Regions from separate parts of the Gossypium arboreum genome. Here regions 2 and 3 are each linked to region 1. A link is a contact called in public Hi-C data. All regions are on one chromosome and are shown on one strand. Each heading gives the region's core, a stretch centred on a gene start, on an enhancer-like site or on the middle of the called end of the contact. The rest is flanking DNA. Distances are from core to core; before and after follow the strand shown.

What was found. A called contact is a pair of places that touch in the nucleus more often than the background predicts.
Region 2: a Hi-C map of leaf shows a contact between it and region 1, with 1.9 times the contacts expected there. The contact joins the promoter of LOC108455989 here to the promoter of LOC108485915 in region 1. A contact is called at or near these places in 2 of 5 Hi-C or Micro-C datasets (both in leaf).
Region 3: a contact with region 1 is called in a Hi-C map of leaf, with 2.2 times the contacts expected there. The contact joins the promoter of LOC108475966 here to the promoter of LOC108485915 in region 1. A contact is called at or near these places in 2 of 5 Hi-C or Micro-C datasets (both in leaf).

What each region holds. Positions count from the first base shown.
Region 1 is chr3:10,370,448-10,375,491 of ASM2569848v2, forward strand. LOC108485915 (zinc finger protein GIS3-like) reads right to left here and starts at 2,931. Exons shown (of 1, transcript XM_017789758.2): 1 at 1,913-2,931. The coding sequence starts at 2,735. The coding sequence ends at 2,010.
Region 2 is chr3:10,220,886-10,225,929 of ASM2569848v2, forward strand. LOC108455989 reads left to right here and starts at 2,067. Exons shown (of 3, transcript XR_008279945.1): 1 at 2,067-2,685; 2 at 3,335-3,426; 3 at 4,147-4,223. LOC108456975 (vacuolar-sorting protein BRO1) reads right to left here. Exons shown (of 8, transcript XM_017755750.2): 8 at 4,676-5,044. The coding sequence ends at 4,926.
Region 3 is chr3:10,527,594-10,532,637 of ASM2569848v2, forward strand. It overlaps LOC108475966, which reads left to right and starts at 2,792. Exons shown (of 12, transcript XM_053025515.1): 1 at 2,792-3,398; 2 at 3,504-3,651; 3 at 4,421-4,575. The coding sequence starts at 3,162.

The DNA.
Region 1 (5,044 bases), core at 1,681-4,180:
ATCGGATCTAGATATTTCTATTCAAATGATACAAGACTTGCCTATGCATGCTAACCCTAATCAATTAAAACAGTCACTTTTTAACAACAAAAAAAAAAAAAAAAAAGGTTAAGAAAAATGGCTTTAGGGAAGTGCCAATGGATGAGGAGAAGACCTGTCACCGACCTTATGGACATTTTGGGGGTGACCACCTGCCCTTTTGACCAATTTATAATTTAGTTTAATCAGCTGTTTTAAGTTAGTGGACAAACCCTAGGATGATGCATTAGGTGCTTTGCCATTCATTATCTTTGCTTAAGTGCTTACACGTAAGCTTCTTTTTCCCCACAAGCTCTTAGTTTCTGATTTATAAGAATCCCATTGTTTTCTCAACCAAATTCATTTATTTTATTCCTCATCTCTCTCAACTTCTTAATCAGTACAGTACTGAAGAGATCTTAAATATTTAAATCCTAAATTAATAATGATTCCAGGCATTTTCAGACACTAAGGTTGCAGCTGCTGATTTCAAAAATGTGGGGAAGATGAAGAAATATGGGTTGGATTTGCATGTAATGGGGTCCCATTTTTCATCATCTTCTAGTCAACTTGAGAGAAAAGAAAACACCAACAGACTATCAAATGGTTAGTTGGAGTTCTTGGGACTAGAATGCACAAGTTCTGTAATAATATCTGACCTTCCAAAGGAAAAACAACCACCGGGTTACTTAATTTGTCCTTGCAACAAGAAATAAATTTTATATATATAAAAAACATAAATTGGGGATTGGATAAAAATAATGCTACATGTAAGAAAAGTAAAAGAGTAATAATGATGCTCTAATATCAAAACTAATTAGATGGATAATCCTGAGAGTACAAAAAAGTGTTAACAGCTTGTATAGGAGAAACAGGCCTGCATGCATGCTTCATGTGTTTGCACCTCCATCAATTGGTCCTTTCTTTTTTAAGCATATTAAGACTTTATCAAACTCACTTTAACATGTCTTGTTTGTACTCACACTGACAACATAACTGTTATTGTATTCTTTCAGGTTAGAGATGATTTAAGACATAGATCTCGACTTGAAAAGTTTGAAAAGATACTGATAATGGCTTCAAGTTGCAACCCGGCTTAAATCTATTAGAAAGACACACAGAGAGAGAACCCCTAGTGGTTCCAAGAACTTAGACTCCTTTCTTTATCAATTGCCATTAAGTTGGGGGGCAATTGGCTAATTAACTTTGTTGCTAGGAAATGCTGACAGCAGTGTCACAACACAATTCAAGACCATTCCTGTTGGTTGCAAATTAAGGTTTCTTATTGGTAAGAGATAAATAATAAAGGTCATATTGTATAACAACAACTGAGCTGGATTGGATGGTGATTATGTCTCCAATTTAAGTCCCCATTTTCCCCCACCTCACCAAGTTAGCAGACGCAGATTCTCTGTAAATAGCGTAAAATTAACACATAAGCTTCCTTGCGGGGAGCTGGAAGAGACAAATTGTGGTGTTACCTTTCGACATTACTCATCAATGACCAACCAACCAGTGAAGCTGTAGGGTGTGTTTCATTTGATAAACACATTAATTGCATATATATTGTAAGGTACGGACACAAAATTTGTCTAATGTCAAATGTGCCTCACTGTTTCCATCCTTTTTAATTATTTAGGCTCCTATTTTTGGATGCTAGAATTTCAGCTTTTAATTTATTTAGCTACATAGAATAATAGTAGGGAAGAAGCTATTAACTCATATGCATGAAAGTTTTGGTTCTAAATTTAGATGTTTAAGATAATTCATATTGGTGAGGAAAATTGAGTTACATACATGAAGTTTTTATTCTAAATTTAGATCTTAATATACAAAATTAAAATTGGTGAGGAAAGTTAAGTGATTATATAACTTTAAAAAAGGGGAAAAAAAGTTTTGTGCAAGTGAAACAAATAATTTCCCTGATAAAAATAAATAAAAAAATAAAATTGTTTGAAAATGTACAAAGATCCCAAACACTAAAGACCGAGTCAAGGCCTGGCTGGAGCAAGACTAAGGTGCAAATCTAAGCCCAATGCATCATCAAAACTGGGGCCACCATCTCCCTTTGAAAACCTACGCAACGAGGGTCCATCAACACCACGTCCATGGTGGCCCCCACCTTGCATCACTTGGGGGCCAACGCTTACGCCCGGATCCCCCAAACCACCACCACCACCACCACCACCATAAGGTACCCCCGCTGGCCCCCTCCCCACTCCACCACCTCCTCCTCCACCACCAGCGCTTGGAATCACACAGCCATGTGAGACGTGGAAAGGAGGTGGCCCTCCTCGTGGCAAGTAAACCCAAGACGGTCCCGCCGCAGCTGGCACCACGACGGGTGTAGCCGACGCTAAGAGATGCGGTGGAGGAGCAAAAGCAGAGATGATAGGGTTCCTAGCAAACGAAACCGCGGCGCTTCGAGTGGCTTGAAGTTGAGCACGCTTGAGCTGTTGCCTTTCCTTCTTATGAGCGTTCTGGTGACCTCCTAAAGCTTGAGAGTTGGCAAACTCACGGCAACAATACTGACACTCGTATTTGCGGTCACCAGGAGCAGGGAAGCCACCTGGCTCTGAAGACCCTGATGATGGATCTTTGGTGGTGCTGGATTCCAAAACATCATCATCTTCTGAGACGTTGAAGCCGAAGAGCTTTAGACGTGCAGTAGTGGCGCTGTTGGTTTTGGTATTAGCTTGGTATTCTAACTCTGCCATGTTAACTAGAGAAAAATAGAAAGAGAAATGAAGAAGAATAGTTTAGTTGTTCAATGTAATGTAATGTAAGGGGAAGAGTTGCATGTGTGGGGGTATATATACATGATAAAAAAAAAAAAGGATTTGTAGAACATGAACAGTACAACTTAGGATGAAAGAGAAAGATTTCGGATATCCCAAGGGGGAAAAAGAAAAAGAGAGTATTAGGGAACACGACAAGACCCGAGAACACTTGACTTGGGACCCTCACCCAAGCCTTGTCTTCGCTTAGTGTACCTATTTCTCTAATTTGATACTGTTACTTCATCAATGCATTGCGTTGCATTTATTTTCTTTTTTGGGGTTTTTTTAAAGCTTGTTTATATTTATACATACAAGAATAAAAATGATTGAGTTGGTCCATGTTTATTTATTTATTTTAAATAAGGAGCATCATTTGAGTGAAAATGGGTATCCAAAAAGCAATTGTGGGAGGTTCTTAATATAATGGGAACTTTTGTAGAGAACGTGAAGCAATTAGGTTAGAAAACAGATAGGAGGTAAGGGGGAGTGATCTGGACCACTATGCTGTAGATGGAAAAGGTTTGAATGGCCAATGAGAAGCTAATAAAGTTGTTTTCATACATTGGTTGGGTTAATGACAGATTTCTAAATAATGTTCTTACACGACACGTTCAATTCCAAGGAGCCGGTGAGGGTAATCTGAAGTGAAGTGAGGTCTATGTAGACTCTATAGGTAGCTAGATCCCTGTTCATGGTGGGCATCAACAGGGTATGGTTTTTAATTAACTAAATTTACTAACAAACAAAATGAGTGTACTAATAAAAAGATTCCATTCGAGATGATGACACATGTTGGAAAACTGGGGACCTTTTTTTGGTAATCACCATGAATTTATTCTTTCTTTCTTTCTTTATTTATCAAGTAGATTAATTAATTAAGAAAACAGTAACGTTAGTGGAACTGTCTCCAATGAAACGCCGTGATGCCCATCTCTTAAGTCTTTAATTCCCTGGCAAATCTCTCTGCTACCAAAAATGCCTTCTCTCTCTCTCTCTCTCTCTCTCTCTCTCTCCTCTTTTATAGTTGTTAATTTTTGTTTTTATTTGTTCTCTCTCTCTCTCTCCCGCGCTTCACTTCAGCTCAATCTCAGGAGCCGACACCGCCACCCACCACCACTCTCGCCCCTCATTTCTCTCTAAAAAGTCAAATTAAATCTAACATGTAAATCCATGCATGCATATATATATATATATAGCACCACTTAGCTGTGTTTCCCAAAATTACCCCACACACACACAAAGGAAAAAAAAGGTGGGGAAAAAAACCTTGAATTTCAAGTTTTAAACGTATGGTAATGGCGATATATCGATAATCTAACTATTCATGGATGACATAGATATAGAACTTCTCTTCCACACAACCCCAAACTTTTAAAAGTGTCAATACACTCATGCATTATATAATGTTGTAGGGTTATAGGGCAGGTGCATATCTAGAAAGGGTTACGCATGTTTCACATCAGATAAAACTTTCTGGCAATGGCAAGATGGGAGTTTAGTCTAAGTCAACCACGTGAAGCAAAGCTTTCACTTGCCTGGTCTGAATATAAATGGAAGTAGGGTTTGGGGGGTATCGAAATTAATGGACGGAAAGGGGGAAGAAAATGAAGGAATGAATGTTCAGGTGTTTTACAACTACGAAAAGAGACCCATCTTTACGTGTTGATGATGAATAATAATTGTTTAGGATGTTAGCGTGATTGACGTTGAAATCTGTATTTCTTTATGCAATTTTCTTGCTTTGCCAAGATCTATCCGAATCTTACTAACTACGAGAGAGAGAAAAGTTTTGGGGTTTCTTTTTTTAATCCAATTATATTAGGTACGATTAAATTTGAAATGAAATCAAGTCCTATCATTGAATAAAAAGTAAAACTCTCTTAATATATATTTTTTGTTATTTATAAAATTTGAAGTCTTATTTAAAAATATAATCGAAAATTTTATCACTCCAACCCATATGAATTTTAATATCTTAAAATTGTACTCCCACTTAGAAAGGGAATAATTAAATGTGGATTAATATATTATTATAATTTGTATTATATATGCAAAAGCTATTACTAAGTGTTAGTGTTGGTCACAACTCCAAATATGACCCACCTTTGTCTCCCCTTTCTCATGTGTGTTCCATTCAAACGCCTCTTTCACTTTTGTCCATTTTCCCCATAAAACAAACCCACCCACCCATTGCTACCTCTCCTTTTTCTCCAAAACCTCATTTTCTTTCCAACCGTTAGATCTCT
Region 2 (5,044 bases), core at 817-3,316, 150 kb before region 1:
GTTTTAATTATTTTAATATTTTATAGATAATGTTTTCATTCCTTCCATAATTTGGATAATTTTATTAGAATATTTTAATTTTAATTCTAAATTAATTATATAAAAAATGAATCAGTACGTCAATTAATATAAATTTTATGTTTAATTAAGGTGTAACAAATGTGCATATTACTTGCATATGTTTCCTAAAGATAATCATGTTTAAGTTATATAAGGTGTATAATAGTATAAGATGTAAGAAGTGTAGAAAATCATTAAAATGAAAGTGGTTCACAATGTGAATAGTGTGAAGAGCCTCTAGAGGTAGTGGTTTAGAGTTGTTGAGGTTGTATTTGAGTAAAATGTATGCCACATATCCGATCTTATGTCTTGTTCTATTTTGAGAAAGGGAATATTGATAGGTGAATAAGAGTTTGGAGTGGATCTCTTGTTGCATGATTGTCTCCTAGGTAAAGCAATTTAAACCTAAATTAAAATATGATATTGATTTGATCACTTTTGAAGTTGATGAGTTTGAAATTTTGAATATATTAATAAAAATAATATGTAGTGATTTGTGTTGAAGCGATACTAAATTTCACAATGGCATAGGTGTTCAAGCATGAAGAACATAGAAATTAGATTCAAATATGCTATAAGTCATTATACTTTTTGAAAATTAAGAATTCAATCCTGTACTTTTATTTTATGAAATTTAATCTCTATTTTTAAATTTCAAAATTCAGATCTAATTGTTAATGTTATTTAAATTTTTATTAAATTTATTGTTATGATATTTTGAAATAAAAAAAACTTACTTAGTAGTCATGTGATTAAAAATAATAATTTTGTAATCAATTTAAATTTAAAAAAAATAACCGTATTAATATTTAAACTTAAATTTTAAAATTTGAAAAGTAAAAAAAGTTACACTAGATTTATAATTTTCAAAAAATATAATGTATGATTTTAAGGTAGAAATTAAGAAAATGTAAGTAGGAGTGGACGGTGTTGTTTTTGGTGCCTCGAAGGGTGACACGTGATTCTATTCTTTCTAGAAAGGAGATGTGCGGTGGAAAAGGAGATGAAATGCCCGATTCACGTGCCTCTCATTTTATGACAATAGAGTTTCATGCTTTGGTTAGGGAAGAGATTGAATCACTATTTCCTAATATTATAAAATATGTTTTTTAATTACAATGACAGGGTTATGTAAAACCTAAATAACAATTATAATTAACACGACTTAAATTTAGGTCACATTTAGAATAATAAAACTCTTCATATATTATGTAAATAATTTAAAAATTATAAAAATTCATAAAAGAAAGGGGGTCATTTTAGCCATTCATTTAATTTTTCGTCTCTTTTAGTCCTTAAATTTGTATTGTTTATTAAATCACTCCAAAATAGATGGAAAAGTTAACATCTGTTAACTTATTTACATGTATGCCACATTAGCAATTAATTTTTAAAATTTTAAAATATTAAAAAATAATTAATTGCTGACGTGGCGGCATCCACATGGCAATTCATGTGCATGTCATGTTAATAAAGTTAATAAACATTATATTTTGCTATCCATTTTTGTGATGATTTGACAAATACAAAGTTAATGACTAAAAGAGTCGAATAATTTAATAGAGGGCTAAAATGATTACTTTTATAATATCCTTATAATTTTGATTTAATATAAATATTAATACTTAAATTGAATTGAATCACAATTTCAGATGAAATTAGCATTTCATTTAGAAAAAAAATATTGTATGTTTTAAATGTAGAAAAAATATGAGATCTGGATTCATTATACTAAAATGTTTCATTTCAAGTAGATATTATATTAATTAATATAAATTTGTTAAATAAATATATAAAAATGATAAATGGTTTCCAGTCATCATCGAAAGACCAAAGTGGGTATAAATTTAGAATTTTCTTGGAAAATGCAGCCTCTGGGCTGGCTCTTGGGTCCTACCTTTTCATCTCTTCCAAGAGAAAAGAAAATTCTATTCAAAGACTGCCCTTTTGAAAATTAATAAAGAAAAAGCATGCAAAAGTCTCCAACATAGATTCCTTTCTTTTGCTTTCAAGCAACCAATACCCCCCAAAATCTCAATCCATCCTTCTGCTGCCAAAGTTTCAAATTCCAAACCCTCCCAATCACTTCACTTAAAATTTCCCCATATAACCCTTCAACACAGACCCAACCTGAAACCAATATGACGACGCTGCAGAAATTCAAGCTATTGGCGACACAATGCGGCGTCACCCAAAGCCCAACACGAAGTCCAAGGACGAGCCCCCTCCTCAACTTCCGCCGCCCTAAAACCACACTCCGAATGCTTCTTACCAGAAGCGGTAGTCGCAAATCGTCAAGTTGCCGGGAAATGGCGTATCCACAGAGTTTCTTCGGCATTTCAGGTGAGAAAAAGAAGGGCGACAAGGATTTAAGTGGTCGCACTTTGAAGGATTTATTCGTATCATCAGGAGGAGGATACGAGGAGGACCAAGGAAAAGTGGTGAAGGAGGAATTTGGCGGGAAGGGCGACGTTCAAGTGGCGACGAAACTTGGCGGTGTGAATGGGTTGGGAGGTGAAGCGGGATCGGCACGGGCAGGGTGGATTGGGTTTAGGCATAGGATGGTGTTGAGGAAGGCTTGGCGTCCCATGCTTCAGACCATCCCTGAGTAATCATATTATTTGGGTGAGGCGTTTAAATCTCTTCTTAAACGCATTTCTTTCTTAAAACCAAAATTTTGCTTCTTCTTCTTCTCTCTCTCTCTCTCTCCCCCTTGTATCCAAATGCTGGGCTTCAGATTGATATATTGTTAAAAGATGACACGTGTTCTATTTAATATGTGATAATATTTAAACTTTTTTATTTTGATTTTATGGATTTCTAATAATTTATCAAACGTTAACTATTATTCGTAAATTAAATTATTTTCTTATTTTAAATGTTTTTCATAAATTAAATTATTTAGATATTAAATGTTTTTCTTATTTTAATTTATCAACATTCAAATCTTTGTCAAACCTAAATTTTCAACCTTCACATACGTTGATTTTTCAATTCAACCAAACTCTCCATAATTACAACAAATATACAATAATTATTTATTTTTAGAGATAAAATGTGATTTGTTCTATGAGGTTTGTTTCATAATTATCTCTTTAAAATTTTAAAATATTTTTCACTATCATAAAAATTAAAATTAATTACATAAATCGAGATTTTTGTTCTAACCTTATTATTTGTCAGATTCATCAAATTAGACTTGGGATCATTCAACGTATCAGACTTTCCTTCTCCATACCCATAAATCATATCCATGGATTTTGATATATTGTAGGAATAAAAGAATGCAGATGGGATTGGGAATCTGAAAAGAAGGAAATAAAATTGGGAGCAATATTGTCGCCGGAATTCATGAGTTTGATATGGGTAAAATTCCTGTTAAGTATTTCTATTACAAAGATTAGATCAATTTAATCCTTATACATGAATTTACAAATCTAAAAAAAAAAAACTATAAAAACTATAAAACTTTTAAAATATTAACATTGTTAAACAATAAATGTTAACTCTTTTTCTTAAATTTTTTTAATAATACATAAATTAAATTGATCCGGCTAGTTCAATTTAATCCAATCCCTAGAATAAAAGAAGCTACTAGGTACTTTCACCGTTTTATATGTTATTGATTTGTTTTATATAAACTTTGATGTTTGTTTTATAACTTTTTATTTTTTATTTTTACTTTACGAAAATTAATAAATTAGTCATTCTACTCTAATTTGTAAGAAGTTGGCTCTCATGCTTTATGAAATTTGAGATGTTAGTCTCTATTTGGATAAAATTGTTAGACCTAATTGACATGAAATGAATTAGCAAAACCATTTTATATGAAAAATAAAAAGAATTAGTAAAAATCAATAATTCAAGTTCAACATTTAGACTAATTCTGAAAAACTAAATAGATGTTAAATTCTCAGAGGGCTGCCGTACAATTATGTTATGTTATAACTTCCTTTGTATCATGTTTCATCTTGTTTGTATTATTTATTATTTATTATTTATTATTATATTATATTCCAAGTTATTATAATTTTTTAATAATTTTGCCCCATTTATTTATCATATTCTTTTATACTTTCTTTTTAGGTTGGTTCTACGTGATTATTCATCCAACAATCATATTTTAATTATTGAAATTCTCATAATGGGTCGATTTTTTCTCACATATGCACGCATATATTATTAACCAGCGTAATAATATTTGGACCTGTCTTAAGCCCAGTTTATGTCGCCTATTCTTCTCAACTTCATAGTTACTAATCTTAATCTGATTTTTTTTTTTATATTTTCAATACTTTTCAAGACAATTCATCGTTACCTCTTAATATTTCCAAAGCCCAATCATATTTTTTTTTTTAAAAATGCTTATAAATAAAATAAAAACTACATTAAAAACTGAAAAAAAGAAATCGATGGAATGAAGTTGGAGCTTCAACATTAAAACAAATGTCAAACCGTTCACTATGAATTCTTCATTAGTAAATTCTCTTCAAAGACGGCTAAACTGTGATGACTAGGTAGCTATTTACACTAAATAAAAACAGACCAAAATAGAAACAAAATAATCCAAAATATGAACCCGTAGATGGTGCTAATATCGTTAGGATCCCTACAATAAGGAAAAAAAAGTCATTGACATATAGAAAAGCATGAAAGAAAATCAGGCCATCACATACAAATTATTAGGACCAACAGACGTCAAATGCCCAAAATGAATATGTTACACGACAAGATCTACGTGAATCCAATATCCATTGCACAGCAGGTAAGAAGCAAAAAAAAAAAAAAAATACAACATACAGTAAATCATTATATATCACGATTAAAAAATATTATTTATAAAGGAGAAAGGTTGGACTAGATGATCATTGCTTATAATAGCCACTTTGGTGGGGATGATACGGATTTGGAATGGTATATGGAGGTCGAGGATGAGACCCAGATTGCTCTGCAGGGGCATTATAATATGGCCCACGCCACCCAG
Region 3 (5,044 bases), core at 1,542-4,041, 160 kb after region 1:
TATCAGTCTTCTTTCATGTGTTCACTTGGATCATATTTAGACAACCGTATTATAATCCACTTTATCAAAAAATTCGTTTTCTTATGACAAACTGTTCTATTTAGCAATCAAATATGAATTAACACCTCCTTCCTAGGATGATGTAATGTAATGCAATTATAAACAAAACAAAAATAAAACACGTTAGTGTAGGATAAATAAATAACAAATAAAGCAATTGGGTGACCACTAGGGGTTGGAGTGGCTCTACCTAGGTGGGCTCTAGGTCTCTCTATATGTGGTTTGGTTCTAGAGTAAGGGTACTGAACCAGCAGATTCCTCGATCCTCACCCATTATAGGCTCATTTGAATCGAGTTCAATTCAGGAGAATACATTTCCCTATGGCTACACGGAGATGAAAATCTCACGAAACCATAGGTACGGATGTATTCCGAAAGTGATCCACTATCTTGCACAGAGGTGAAAACCTCACGAAGGCGTAGTTTTTCACTCCTACTTAAGGGTGTGACCACAACGGTCATGCAATGCAATGCGAGAAGATATATGCATAGAAACTTGAAACAATTAAAGAAAATAGGAATAAAATGATGAAAAGCAGATCGAAAACGGGTGAAAGCGCAATAAAGTGATCGTATATCAAAACCAAATTCTCAATTTTCGAAAAAGACAAAAGTTAATCAACTTGTGGCTAGACTCTCTTATAAAACTCCCAGTGAGTCGCTAAGTCGTCGTAACCATTTTTTTGAAAAAGCGGTATCGACTTAGAGAAAAAAAGCAACAGAGTCGCCACCAATCTTTTTAGGTGTGATCGGATCACCTTAAGTTAATCATTTTAATAAAAGTTAAGATTTACTAAAACAATAATTTTGGTCTCTGAAAATCGAAAATGAGTTCGGAGTCGGTTACGCATACGAGGAAGGATTAGCACCCTCGATCGCCCAAAATTGGTACCTAGTTGATTAATTAGTGTCTTAGTGTCGAAAATTTGAAAACTTGAAAGAATTTAAAATATGACCCTCTTTGTAAAGAAAATGCTCAAATGTTAAGGACCTTCTCGTCTCACAATATAAAATGTCACATCCAGTAAGTTAGGACACGACATCTTGAATTTTCGAGAACGAGCTTGCCTTTTATATAAAAATTCGTGTATTTCAAAAAGTTATTCATTAGTTAAGGTGAGCGAGGAAAATCGAAACCCAGTAAGTTAGGCACGTTTCCTCAATTCTCAAACACTTGAATATTGCCTTTACTTGCAAAAATCTTATTTCGATGTAACAAAATGCCATACCCGAGAAGTTAGGGCACAACACCTCGTATCTCCGAGAATAAACATTTTTCAAAACTCATGTCACGATTTAAAAGAGTATTCCGTTATTTAGGTTAAAGGAGAAAATCGAAACCCAATAAGTTAGGGCACGATTGTCTCGAATTACCAAATACTGAATATTACTTTATAAAAGAATTATTATTGGGTTGGATATAATGATAATAAGAATAATATTAAAGTAAAGTAAACAATAATACTATATATAAATACATATATATATATGTATATAATAGAAATACACACTACTATATAATAATAATAAATATAGAAATACAAAAAGCAAATATAATAAAAATATTAAATTAAAGTAATAAAAACAATACTATATATAAATATATATATATACATAAAAATATACACTAATATATAATAATAATAGTGATAGCAAAAATAATGAAAATATGAGTAATATTAATAATATATTAGAATACAAAAGTAAAGTAATAACAATAGGGTGATAATAATAATAATAATACAAACAATAATACATATATATATATATAATAATAGTAGTTAGAAATAAAAATAATAAAAGTAACAATAATGATAGTAATAATATAAATAAATATGGAGAGGCATATATAATATAATAATAATATAAATAATAATATATACATGAGAAATAATAATAATATAAATAATAGTAAAAATAATAAAATAATAAAACAAAGCTCTCAACTCTCTTTCTCCTTTTTCTAAATCCGTAGTTAATTAAAACTTTTATTTCATCATAGACCCTCCATGGGCACATCATCAGTACCACCACACACTGACAATGGGACCTAAAAAAACCTTTTTCAGTAATGAAAATATGGGTAAACTTCTTACTTTTATTTTTACTTTCGTATAAAAAAAACAAAATAAAATTGAAAGGAAAACAATAAACAAACAAAGAACTAAAGATGAGAATAGACAAAAGAAACCTCTTTTACTTTGATCTTTGATTAATCTCCAAAAACTAGCCTTTCCAAGAAACAAAAACAACCTTCTTTCCAAAAAAACAAAAAAACACCTCCAAAAAATAAAAAAAAATCTCCTCCAAAACAAAGAACAATCCTCCTCCAAAAAACCCAAAACCCCCTAAAACAAAGTCTTGAATGGCTTTTATAGCCAAATTTTACAAGTGGAGTGGTTGGGGTGATTTAGGTGGCCAAGAGTGGTGGAGTTGGTGGCCAAGGTGGGTGGCCAACAAAGGTGGTGGATTAGGTGGCCAAGGTTTTTATTTATTTATTTATTTTTTTTTGTGTTTGTGTTGGGATTAGGTTGGGCCAAAATTGGGTTTAGGCTTGTAACTGGATAATAGGCTAGGTTTAATTTGGGTTTAGTTTTATTGGGTCCCGGGCAAAATTTGGGTCTTACAATAGTAATTGCATGTCTGCATTATCCTTTTTTTATGTTGAAATATTTTTTAAAAAATTACATTTAATTATTTAGTTGATTTTAAAAATATTAAAATTATTAAAAATAAATAGTAAAAATTAAATTGAAGCGAAATTGAAGATGCATTCAACATTCACTGTAGAGCGAGTAGTGAAGCAAAGCCTGCTAATTATGGTGGTGTAGCATCCACCCGGCGCCGCTTCAGTGGCATCCCTACCTCGTCTCTCCACGTAGTTCCGTCCCTGGTCATCAACCGCCAACTAAGCTATGAACTCCCGGTCTCAGTACCAGTATCAGCACTTTTATTTTATTTAATTCTTAACCAATAATTTACCTACCCGCCGCAGCCTACCTTCCGTCGACAACCATTTAAGCTGTACGTTTTAATCACCTTCCTCACTATGGATTCAACCTTCTTCTCATTTCTCTAACAACCAAAAAAGTAGGAAAAAAATGGCTACTCATAATCTTGCTGTTATCCTCAAAAACCAGTCAAACGACGCTGAATTCCTCCTCCTTAAGCAAACTCCACCGCCTAAATTCAGCGAAGACCAGTACGATTCTTATGTGGATTCTGATCTCTGGGACCTTCCTTCCACGCTTCTCAACCTTCAACACGATCACTCCCACCCTGGGATCGTTATCCAGGGCGCCCAGTCCTCTCACAACATTGATTTGACTAAATTTGATGTCCAACTTGCTCTTACTGGGGTCAATTTTATTTCCTTTTTAAATGAATAATTTCATTTTCGAGTTTCTGTTATCTGATGGTGGTTAATTCGTTATTCTTTCTAGGTGCTGGAAAAATTGGGTTTAAAGGTGAATGATGTAGGGGAGTGGAGTTTGTTCAAGTATGTGGAGGAAGCTGAGTTCGGACCTGGGTTTCCAGTTAATACTGTGTTTATTATGGGCAAATTGTTGGACGGAAATCAAAATTGTCAAGGTATGTTTATTGTACTCGTTCATCAAGCTAAATATAGTTGGTTTAACTTTGTATTGGCTAAGTCTTCTAGAATCTCGATGCTTATTTCTAAAAATGCATAAGAGAAGTTATTGGGTGAAAAAATAAAATGGAGATTTTTAATTCATAGATTAACTTGATCTACAAAGGGCTTCAGCTGAGAGTTTGTTAAGTTGTAAAATTGATCAAATTGGGGCTCGCCAAAAAGAGGGCAGATTTTATCTTTAATTGTTACCAAAAGCTTATTAGCTATGAAGCACGGACACGCCGGAAAGTCCCTCGTACCTATCTCAACAGGTTACCCGACATGGACATGCCGGAATACCTACCAGACACATCAAAATACGGAAAAAAAAAAATCAGATACGGCGAGACACACAAGGACACGGGATTTTGGTGGTTGAAAATAGTTGAAAACATCATAATAGTGATAGAAAATCTCTGTTTGAAACCTAGATCTAGACTTTATCGTTAAGATTTTCTAAACTCTAATCTGGTGCATGTGAGAAGTTGAGAGAGATATACTGAGGGTATTTTACAATATTTCGACACCATTGACAGCAGCTGGAGTGGCAGTGGTGACCCTGTTCTGTATTGTGTCGTACCCGTATTGTGTGTCTGTGTCTGTGCTTCATAGCTTATTAGAATGTTATTGTTCAAACCCTATGGGTTATGATTTTGTTGACTCTGTCACCAGAATATGCTGTAGCACAAGCAACTTATTGTTAGAAATGCTCCATTACTTGTTCAGGGCTGTGGAAGTGGATGTCTACTGAAAGCTGTCTTACTTGGCTTCTGGAGGTGAAACCTTGTAGTGATCGTGTAGGGCCTTTGGTAGTTCTTGCTCTTATAAACGACTCATTGCAGTCTGCTGCATGGACATTACCACCCATGTTGCGTTATCAGGTTTGCTGTCTTTCGAGTGACTGACTGATAATGATCTATCACAGCATGCTGCATTAGCCATAAGGAAGAATGTGGTCTAGACATTAACAATTTAGGGGTGTTTATGACCAAATTTTATGAAAGTATAACTTCCAAGGGCAGTAGATCGATTCTTAATTCCCTATTATTAGAAATCCATCTCTTTGTTTTCATGCTTCGATGAAGTTTGCTCCAGAAAGGCAAGTTATTGGAGAGATGATTAGGCTGTGCTTTTTAATTTTTCAAAGTGAAAATATGAATATGAAAGTCCACTGCCTACTTCTAGCAAATGAAGATTCTATTGCCAAAGAAGCTTTAAGTACAACTTTTAAGATTGCAGATTTTTAGCCTCTGATGTCCAGTTGGCTAGGAGAGTTTTTCTGGAAGTTTAAGGTCTGCTTTTCTGGGCACGTATTTTCATAGTTTTCAACTTATAATACACTTTTAGCAA